Regions from separate parts of the Mus musculus genome. Here regions 1 and 3 are each linked to region 2. The links are chromatin contacts, called in public promoter capture Hi-C and targeted proximity ligation maps. All regions are on one chromosome and are shown on one strand. The core of a region is the stretch at or near the end of the contact, and the rest is flanking DNA. Distances in the headings are between cores, read along the strand shown. Region 1 holds the start of Actn3 (actinin alpha 3). Region 2 holds the start of Tigd3 (tigger transposable element derived 3). Region 3 holds the start of Ppp1r14b (protein phosphatase 1, regulatory inhibitor subunit 14B).

Region 1 (2,700 bases), core at 158-2,657, 1.0 Mb after region 2:
TTTTTTTATTGGCTTATTATTATCTTTATTATCTGCACCTTCCGCCACTGAAATCAACTCCAGGAGGTCGGGCATCTGTTTTCACTTGAGTCCTAGGAACAGTGGCTGCTCAATATCTGAATGAATAAGTAGCGGGTGCCAGGCTCTAAAGGAGTTCTATGGCTCTAACAACCCGGATGCTAACGTCATCTGGTTACTGACACCTCAAGTTCTGGGTCCTTTCTTGGTACCAGCGACCACCAGACCCCCTGCTTCTGCCCGCCGACTCCCGGAGCCCAACACTCACGCCCAGCCCTGTCCCAGGCCGCGGCCAGCCAGCATCACCCCCCGAATGCTGGGATCCGAGCGGAGGAAGAGCACCACGTTGCCCAGCAGATTGAGCAGCTGATAAGCAGCTAGCGCCAGTTGCAAGGCCCGGGCCAGTGGTCCCAGCGGGGGTGGCCCAGGCCCCAGCACCATCACGTAGGCCAGCTCCAGGACCACGACGGCGGCCCACAGCGCGGTGAGTACCAGTGGCATCCGCGCGGGCGCTCCTTCTGCGCCCCGAGCTGCCCAGGACTCCCCCATGGTCGGACCCACCGGCTTTCCGATCGCTGGGATCCCACTGCTTCCGCATTGGGGAGGGCCTAGCAGCGAACTGACGTCTCCTGCAACCAATAGGAGCTCCGCAGGGGGTGCGTTGCGCGCGCCAGACTTATAGGGAGGGGCCACAGATACGGAGAAGTGATTGGCTAACTGACCAGATGTTCGAAAATCTGATTGGTGATGCTGCCCAGGTGTCAAAAAGAAGCAGTCCGCCCAGCGTACTGCAGTAGCCGCCCCTGGTGTGGCTTGCTGCCACTCCATGAGGATTGAGTTGCAGCCCCCGGGGCGTCGGGGTTTCCCGGCTCAGCACATTCTCCCTACACTCCTCTACAGCCGCCCCGGTATTAATAGACCTGGCTGGCCCTATCATCTGGCCCTGAGCCTTTCCCCATGCTCGGGTGTCTCCATCACCCTAGAAAACTCCCCAAACAACTTGTTGACTTGCTGTTACAGACTGTGAAATAGAAATAGGGGTCTGTTTCTCGAGCGCAATGCTTAGGAGGGACAGACTCAGGTCCAAGGGGCAGCCTTTAGGATGCCTACAGCCACCACTTGGAATCCACTTAATAGATGAGGAAACAAAGTCCATGGCTGTCCCAAGATCACACAGCAAGTTAACCACAGAGCTAAAATGCGAACCCACTATCTAGGCCAGTAGTCATCCCAGCATCCCCCGCGATTCCGCAATCTTTGACTCCAGCACAATCTCTTCTCTGGTCCAGTTCCCAACCTCCCTCGCCCCCTATCTGGCCCCACCCACGTACCCCATATTTAGTACGAACCCGATCTGGGGGCTGGACCGGGCCCTACTTAACCCGGCCTGAGTGTGCAGGAGCTCGCCCAGTGAAGCAGAGCGGAGCCAAGAGCCTGAGCAAGATGATGATGGTTATGCAGCCCGAGGGTCTGGGGGCCGGGGAGGGGCCCTTCTCTGGCGGTGGGGGCGGCGAGTACATGGAACAGGAGGAGGACTGGGACCGCGACTTGCTGTTGGACCCGGCCTGGGAGAAACAGCAGCGGAAAGTGAGTGCTCACCCATTTCCCAAAGGCAAAAACTGAGGCTGGGAGGCCAGGCAGTTCTTCTCGGGCATCTGGGCAGTTCAAGGTCAGAGCCTGGCTGTAATCTAGAGTGCAGCTCCCCAAACCAGGCTCTGCCCACCAGCTATATGCTGTCCTCAAAGATCAGAAGAGTTCTCATAGGGATTTAGGATATCAAGGACACCGTGGAGTCCCTCAGTGACTCCCCAATAACTTTAAGCCCACTGCCCCTCTTGTGTTGGTGAAAGTGGATTTTGGACAAGGTCCAAGAGACCCAACTCATTCTTGGATGGGAGGTGAGGGGTTCTCAGAAAGTTATGTTCCTTTAGTCTCCAGTTAAGTATCCCTAGACCCCATCCTGAGGAGAACATGCCAGACACACAACCAGTGGATTTGGGGTGTAGGAGAGAACAGCTGTCTCATATTCTTTCCCATCCTCTACTCTGTCTTCTGCTATGGGTGGATCCCTCTACTGGCTTGACAATGGAGGAAATTGAGGCCCAGAAAAGGGCACAGATAGGCAGGCAGCCTGTTGTGTACTGAGGAAGAAAAGAATGCCCCCATCTGAGGGTCTTTGTTCCTTGCCTCACCCCACTCTTTCCCAAGATTCCCCTCCCTGTCTAGAAGCCCTGAGTCTGCTGAAAAGGCCAGAAGGTCAGGAGGAGGGGAGCCCCGGCTCCCCTTACCAGTAACCTAACCCAGGCTCCCACATGGACACTTGTGCTGAGGCAGCGCCTTTGTGGGAGCTCAAGAGGGCCATGAGGGCAGCCATTGCCCAGGCTCAGCCTTGCAGGGCACTGCCCCCTCCTTCCCTGGATCATTTCACCCCTGGCTACCAAGAGGAGGGAGCAGGACACCTGGGTTCCCTGAAGAGAAAATGATTCCATCCGAACTGAGGAATTTTTGGGGTTCTGAAGGCCAGGCTTAGGGTGAGCACCATGAAGCCATGGAACCTGCCTTTTGCCAATTGTGCGTGCTTTTAGGAAAGTAGAGGGCATTGCAGACCTGAGAACCCCAGAATTTACAAGCAGATCGTTTCCGCTGTGTTAGATGACAGGAGCTGACTGCGGGGGGGGGGGG
Region 2 (2,700 bases), core at 27-2,526:
CCCCTGTCCAAGACAAGCACTTTGACTGTGAACCTGACCACCTGAATTTTGTCCCTGCATCCCAGATAAGGAGCTGGATGATGTGTGTTATTCCAGCACTCTTTTTTTTAAATTTATTTATTATATGTAAGTACACTGCAGCTATCTTCAGACACACCAGTCAGATCTCCTTAAGGATGGTTGTGAGCCACCATGTGGTTGCTGGGACTTGTACTCAGGACCTTCAGAAGAGCAGTCGGGTGCTCTTACCCGCTGAGCCATCTCACCAGCCCTTATTCCAGCACTCTTAGAGGGACATGGAAGTCAGAGACAGAATCTGCAGGAAGCTTAACATCCAACTGGGAGTATGCTACACAGCAAAGCCCTGCCTCAACAAGGAAGGGAACCCCTCCCAAACCTCTCTAGCTAAATACTTATATATCGACTGAAGTGTGCTCAGATTTTCCTAGAGCACCCTGAGGTCACTGTTGCCAGAGAAAGCTGAGCCCTGGCCTGCTACTGCACAGAGTTGTCTGGACTATGCACTGCCTGTTCTGCTATGTAGGCCAGGAGTACAGGGAGTCAGGCACTAATCCTTAGCAACTGAGTAGTCTTGAGGGCCAAAAAAGAAATGTGCAGATGAGACCACTAAAATAGATTTAAGAGAAAATATTTGGTTCGCAGGAGACGACACTTGGAGAGACTGACAGCATCCAGTGGTAAATGGATAGGCTCAAAACCTATGAAAAAGTGGGGTCCTGGCTGTTTAGGGGCAGGGAGGGCTAAGTTATCTACACCTAGTTACAAAGGAGGGAAGTGACTAACAGGAATTTAGATCTTGCCGTGACCCACCAAAACTGGTTAAAAAAAAAAATGTCCTTTCTTGCCACCGGTGTATTTTGTAGGCCGTTGGCAAGACCAGAGGCCAGCGCTGTCCATGGTAACTCTTTTGTGACTAAAAGCTTACATTCATTCATTTTCTCCTTTCATCTTGTTTCCAAAACAAATCCTGGAGGGCCGGTATCCCAGTTAGGTACCACGTAGGGATGGGGTCGAAATCACCTGGGTGGCTGTCAAGGCACGCCGGCTGGTCGACAAGTGATAGGCACTAAGGCCGGTTCTTCCCGCCAGACCCCTCCACTCAGGAAGCTCCTCCTCCGGAGGGCTGACAAACCGCCACTTCCACAGCATCCAATCAGATGTAACTGGAGGCGGGACAAGTTGCCGCTGATGGCTAATCAGTTTGTTAGGGCGGGGCTGCGGAGGGGCCGCGACGAGGTTTTCCCAGCCTTGAGAGACCCGGGTGAGGGCTGTGCGCGCTCTGCGCGCGCCCGCTCCAGAGCAGCCTCTCGGCGCGCTCTGTCCTCGGGTCGCGGCGCCCGTCACTCTCTGGTTCTGCTGAGGCCCAGGAACCTGGCTGGGGCAGGGACTGGAGGCGCGGGACGGCGCCTGGAGGTGGGTGCGGAGCGGGAGGCCCTGTAGCCGGGTGGGCGGGCGGGCTGGGGTCGACGCCTGTGTCCGTCCAGCCGACTGACGAGGGGTCAACTCAGCGAACCAGGGCGCAGAGCCCAGCGCTCGAGCCGCCTGCTTCCTGGCCGGTGCTCCCTTCTCTCTGATATCACTCCAGGCTATCACTGGGCAGAGGACACTTCTTCCCTTTTGCCCTCATCCTCCTCACCCTGTCTCCCTTTGTCGTCTTGGCATCTTCACTCTCCTGGTTGAACCGTTGGGTAGCTTTACCACCCCGCCTTGCCAGCGCCGAATTGTACTAGCGCCTTCAGACACCATCCATCTGGCTTTGTCATCTGTACCATCTCACCTGTTCATCTCGACTCTGTCCGTTCAGTCTACCACCTGCCTTCAGCCATCAAAATTCAACCTAGGTCCTCCTCCTCCTCATCTCCTCTCAGGGGACTCCTCCCTGGCACCCTGAATGTCCCCTACACCTGCCCCGCTCAGCCTCAGCCCCAGGCCTCTCCTTGTTTTTGCTCCTTTGTTGTCCCTGCAGCTGTCTCCTGGTTGTCTTTACAGCTGTGCTTTAGCCTCTATTCATCCTTCCACCCCATCAATACCAAACCCCAGCCCAGAATTCTCTCCACTTCGGACCAGAAACACTCGACTCTGCCAGCTCTCTTCTGGGTCTAGCCCTCTCCTCCCACAGCCTGGCCATCTCATGTCTCTTTCAGCTGGCCTGGTCTCCTCCAGCTTTCTGCATTCCAGAGAATTGCTCTGGCTTCAGGGGTCCCGACCTCTTCTGTTCTTCTTGCTCTCAGCCATTGGCACGCTCTCCTACTTTTCTTCCCCCAGCAGCTTCCCAGGGAGTCATGGAGCTGAACACCAAGAAGAAGCTTCACGCCCTGTCCCTGGCTGAGAAGATCCAGGTGCTGGAACTCTTGGATGAGTCTAAGATGTCCCAGTCAGAGGTGGCCCGGCGCTTCCAGGTCTCACAGCCCCAGATCTCACGGATCTGCAAGAATAAGGAGAAGCTGTTGGCAGACTGGTGCAGTGGCACAGCCAACCACGAGCGGAAGCGGAAGCGTGAATCCAAATACAGTGGGATCGATGAGGCTCTACTGTGCTGGTACCACATTGCCCGAGCCAAGGCCTGGGATGTAACGGGGCCCATGTTGCTCCACAAGGCCAAGGAACTGGCCGATATCATGGGCCAGGATTTCGTGCCTAGCATTGGCTGGCTGGTCCGCTGGAAACGTCGAAACAATG
Region 3 (2,700 bases), core at 139-2,638, 1.1 Mb before region 2:
GACAGCTGCTCTGGGAAGGAAAACAGATCAGGTCTGTGCCAAGGCAAATTGCCCAATGAGGGGGAACTTCCTGTCCCTGCCAGTGGGCACCAGGGGCGCCAGACAGACAGGGCTGGGGACCTTGGGCTTTGAACCTAGCAGATGTGCCTTCTCAGCATCCGGGACCTCCGGCTCACCAGAGCACTGGTGGGCCAGCTGTCCTAGTTCATCACAGCCCTCCCCTCCCCCAAACACCTGTCACAGCTTCCTGGGGGGGGGGGGAGGAAGTGAGGGTGAGGGGTCAGTGTGAAAGACCCATGCTTGATAAAGGGGAAACAAAGAGCCCATGCTTTGAGGAGAAAGGGGTACACCCCCCTCCCCAAGGGTACAGCTATCACACTTGGAGCCAGCTGCATTCCAGGGCTGGGCTAGGGTAGGCATTAGAGGGCAGGCCCACTCCTCCACCCTACCCCTGGGGGCCTGAGTCACCATCTGAACAAGCAAGGAACATGGGGTGGAGAACCAGAGCTGGGAGAGCTGGTTAACCTGTCTCTGTAGACAGAATGGCAGGCTAGCCCACAACAACTCCTCAGATCCTTTGTAACACTTGAGACAGTTAAACTAGTACCTTTCAACTAGTGTCGATGCTAGCCCAGACTAGACTAGACCTTTCACTGTTAGCCCAAGCTAGACCCCTGCCTCCAGCAGGCTATCTAGTTCTTCTAGACTCGGCGAGGACACTATGCTTAACCTGAGGCAGTACCACGAAGGACGCAAGGTCCCGGGCAGCGGAGAAAGCTAGAGTGTCTTAGGTCAGGCAAGAAAGAGCGCACACTCACTGGGAGCGGCGAGTGCAAGACCGGTGGCTTGGCAGCAGAGCTCCCATTGACTCTGGAGACAGACCGACTTAGGGCCGATTTTAGGGTATCCGCGCGGGGTGGGGAGCACACCTGGCAGTCGTAGAGTCGCGTGAGCTGTTCTAAAATCCACTCCTCCAGGTTGAGGCGCTTCCGTAGCTCCTTGCGGTCGTACTTGACGGTGACCTTCCCTTGCCGTCTCACCGGGCCATCGTCATCAGCGCCCCCCGGGCCTTCGCCTGCGGCCCCAGGGGGACTCTGGAAGTAGACTCGGGGCCCTGTGCTGCCACTGCCCGGCCCGGGGGCCGGGGCAGCTAACGCCGCGCCCCCCGCGGGGCCGCTGTCCGCCATGGCGGCCGCCGGGGCCACGTGCGCGCTCGGGCCCCTCCCTGCGCCGCCGCCTCCCGGACGCCCGCCGGCTGGCTCCCGGCCGCTGGCTCCGGTTAGCTCGCGGGCTCCGTTCCGCGCAGCTCCGCGGCGAGGGCGGCGGCGGGGGCGCCCGGGGGCAGCTGCAGCATGCGGAGCCCCCGGGCTTGGCCTGGCCGCGCCCCGCCCCCTCCCCACCGATCCGCCCGCCCTTTGTCCCCCGCGGCCGCCGCCCGAGCCGCCGCCGCTGCCGCTTTCTCTGTCTTGCTCTCTTCCCCCGCCCCCCGACCACACCCCCTTAAAGGGCCAGCCCCGCTTCAGGCCCCCTCTCCCCAACCCCGCCTCCTGAAAGGGGATAGGGGAGGATCTACTTTGCCGGGTTTGGGGACTGTCTGTCCGGTTTCCTATAACTTAACCTCTGGCCTCAAACCTAGACTTCTAGGTGTCGGATGCCTGGATCTTCACGCCACTAGGACCATAGTCCTCTTCTGACCCTGTTTCATTCTGTCACTAAGGTAGAAACAGACAGTCTAGGCATGAGACGGTGTGGGCGCAGATGCGGTGAGGAACGTGCGGGACCCTTGGTCATCAAGGGGCGAGAGAACTTCCGCGCATGGGTCGACACGTGGACAGGGCTTCCGGGGATCGGAGGTGTAAAGGGGTCCAGGCACTGCCCAGGTGCCGGCCGGGATGCCCTACTTGGTCTGGTCTCACGCCCCTCAAGGAAGAGCTCGGGGTGGGGGCGTGTAGATTTGGCCGTTTGGCTTACAATAGCCAGGACTGGGACGACCACCGCCCACCGGCTGAGATGGCGGCGCGCGTGGTATTGTGGGCAATGTAGTCAGCGGCTCGTCGATGCTGCCCCTCCCAGCTGCAGAGCCCGCATTGAAGCGCAAACTTGTTTGGGGCGCGCCCCTCTGAGCTGGCAGGATTGTGCTGGGCGAGGCCCTGGGCGCCCCGCAGCTTGAGCGTGTGCAAAGGAGGAAACTCGGGTGCAAAGAGCTAGCATGTGGGGAAGCCAAAACTCACAATGATAAAGGTAATAATAGCAGTTGACCCCAAATGAGCGTTTATTGGGACCCCTGCCTGTTCTGCTGTAGGGACAGCAAGCTAGTTCACCCAGTAACTTCTCGATCCTTCACACTTTAGGAGGCCACCTTCCAGTCTTCCTTTATTCTGTCTGCATCTTTAAATTGTTTCATTCATTCCTTTGTCTTTCTGCTAGAAAGCGAAAATTTGGTGGGCCAGAGCTCTGAGGACTCTGCTGATACCTTAGCTTGGGTCAGCGTGCTCCTTGTCAAACCTACAGGCATTAGGACACTATTAGGTCCATACCGAATTCTAGCTCGAAAAACTCTCAGACTCAGGCAAAGGACTCTCCATCCTATTGGTTGAACAAACGACCGAAAAGAGGTGGTGGGTGGGGGGGGGGGGACCGATGGACTTCCTCTGAAGGCTGTGGGGAACATTAAACGGGAAAACTCGTGGACACTTCAGT

What was found. Promoter capture Hi-C pulls out the DNA fragments that hold promoters and counts their contacts.
Region 1: a targeted proximity ligation map of astrocytes shows a contact between it and region 2, with 3 times the contacts expected there. A contact is called at or near these places in 1 of 39 promoter capture datasets (liver), 1 of 130 datasets of targeted methods (astrocytes) and 1 of 9 other capture datasets (liver).
Region 3: a promoter capture Hi-C map of maxillary cranial neural crest shows a contact between it and region 2. A contact is called at or near these places in 4 of 39 promoter capture datasets (the C10 cell line, hippocampal neurons, maxillary cranial neural crest and 1 more).

The regions. Positions count from the first base shown.
Region 1 is chr19:4,876,616-4,879,315 of GRCm38.p6, reverse strand. Actn3 (actinin alpha 3) reads left to right here and starts at 1,407. Exons shown (of 21, transcript NM_013456.2): 1 at 1,407-1,605. The coding sequence starts at 1,462. Zdhhc24 (zinc finger, DHHC domain containing 24) reads right to left here and starts at 648. Exons shown (of 3, transcript NM_027476.3): 1 at 287-648. The coding sequence starts at 567.
Region 2 is chr19:5,892,704-5,895,403 of GRCm38.p6, reverse strand. It overlaps Tigd3 (tigger transposable element derived 3), which reads left to right and starts at 1,276. Exons shown (of 2, transcript NM_001362045.1): 1 at 1,276-1,434; 2 at 2,287-2,700. The coding sequence starts at 2,304.
Region 3 is chr19:6,973,736-6,976,435 of GRCm38.p6, reverse strand. Ppp1r14b (protein phosphatase 1, regulatory inhibitor subunit 14B) reads right to left here and starts at 1,388. Exons shown (of 4, transcript NM_008889.2): 1 at 930-1,388. The coding sequence starts at 1,187. It also overlaps a transcript of Plcb3 not described here.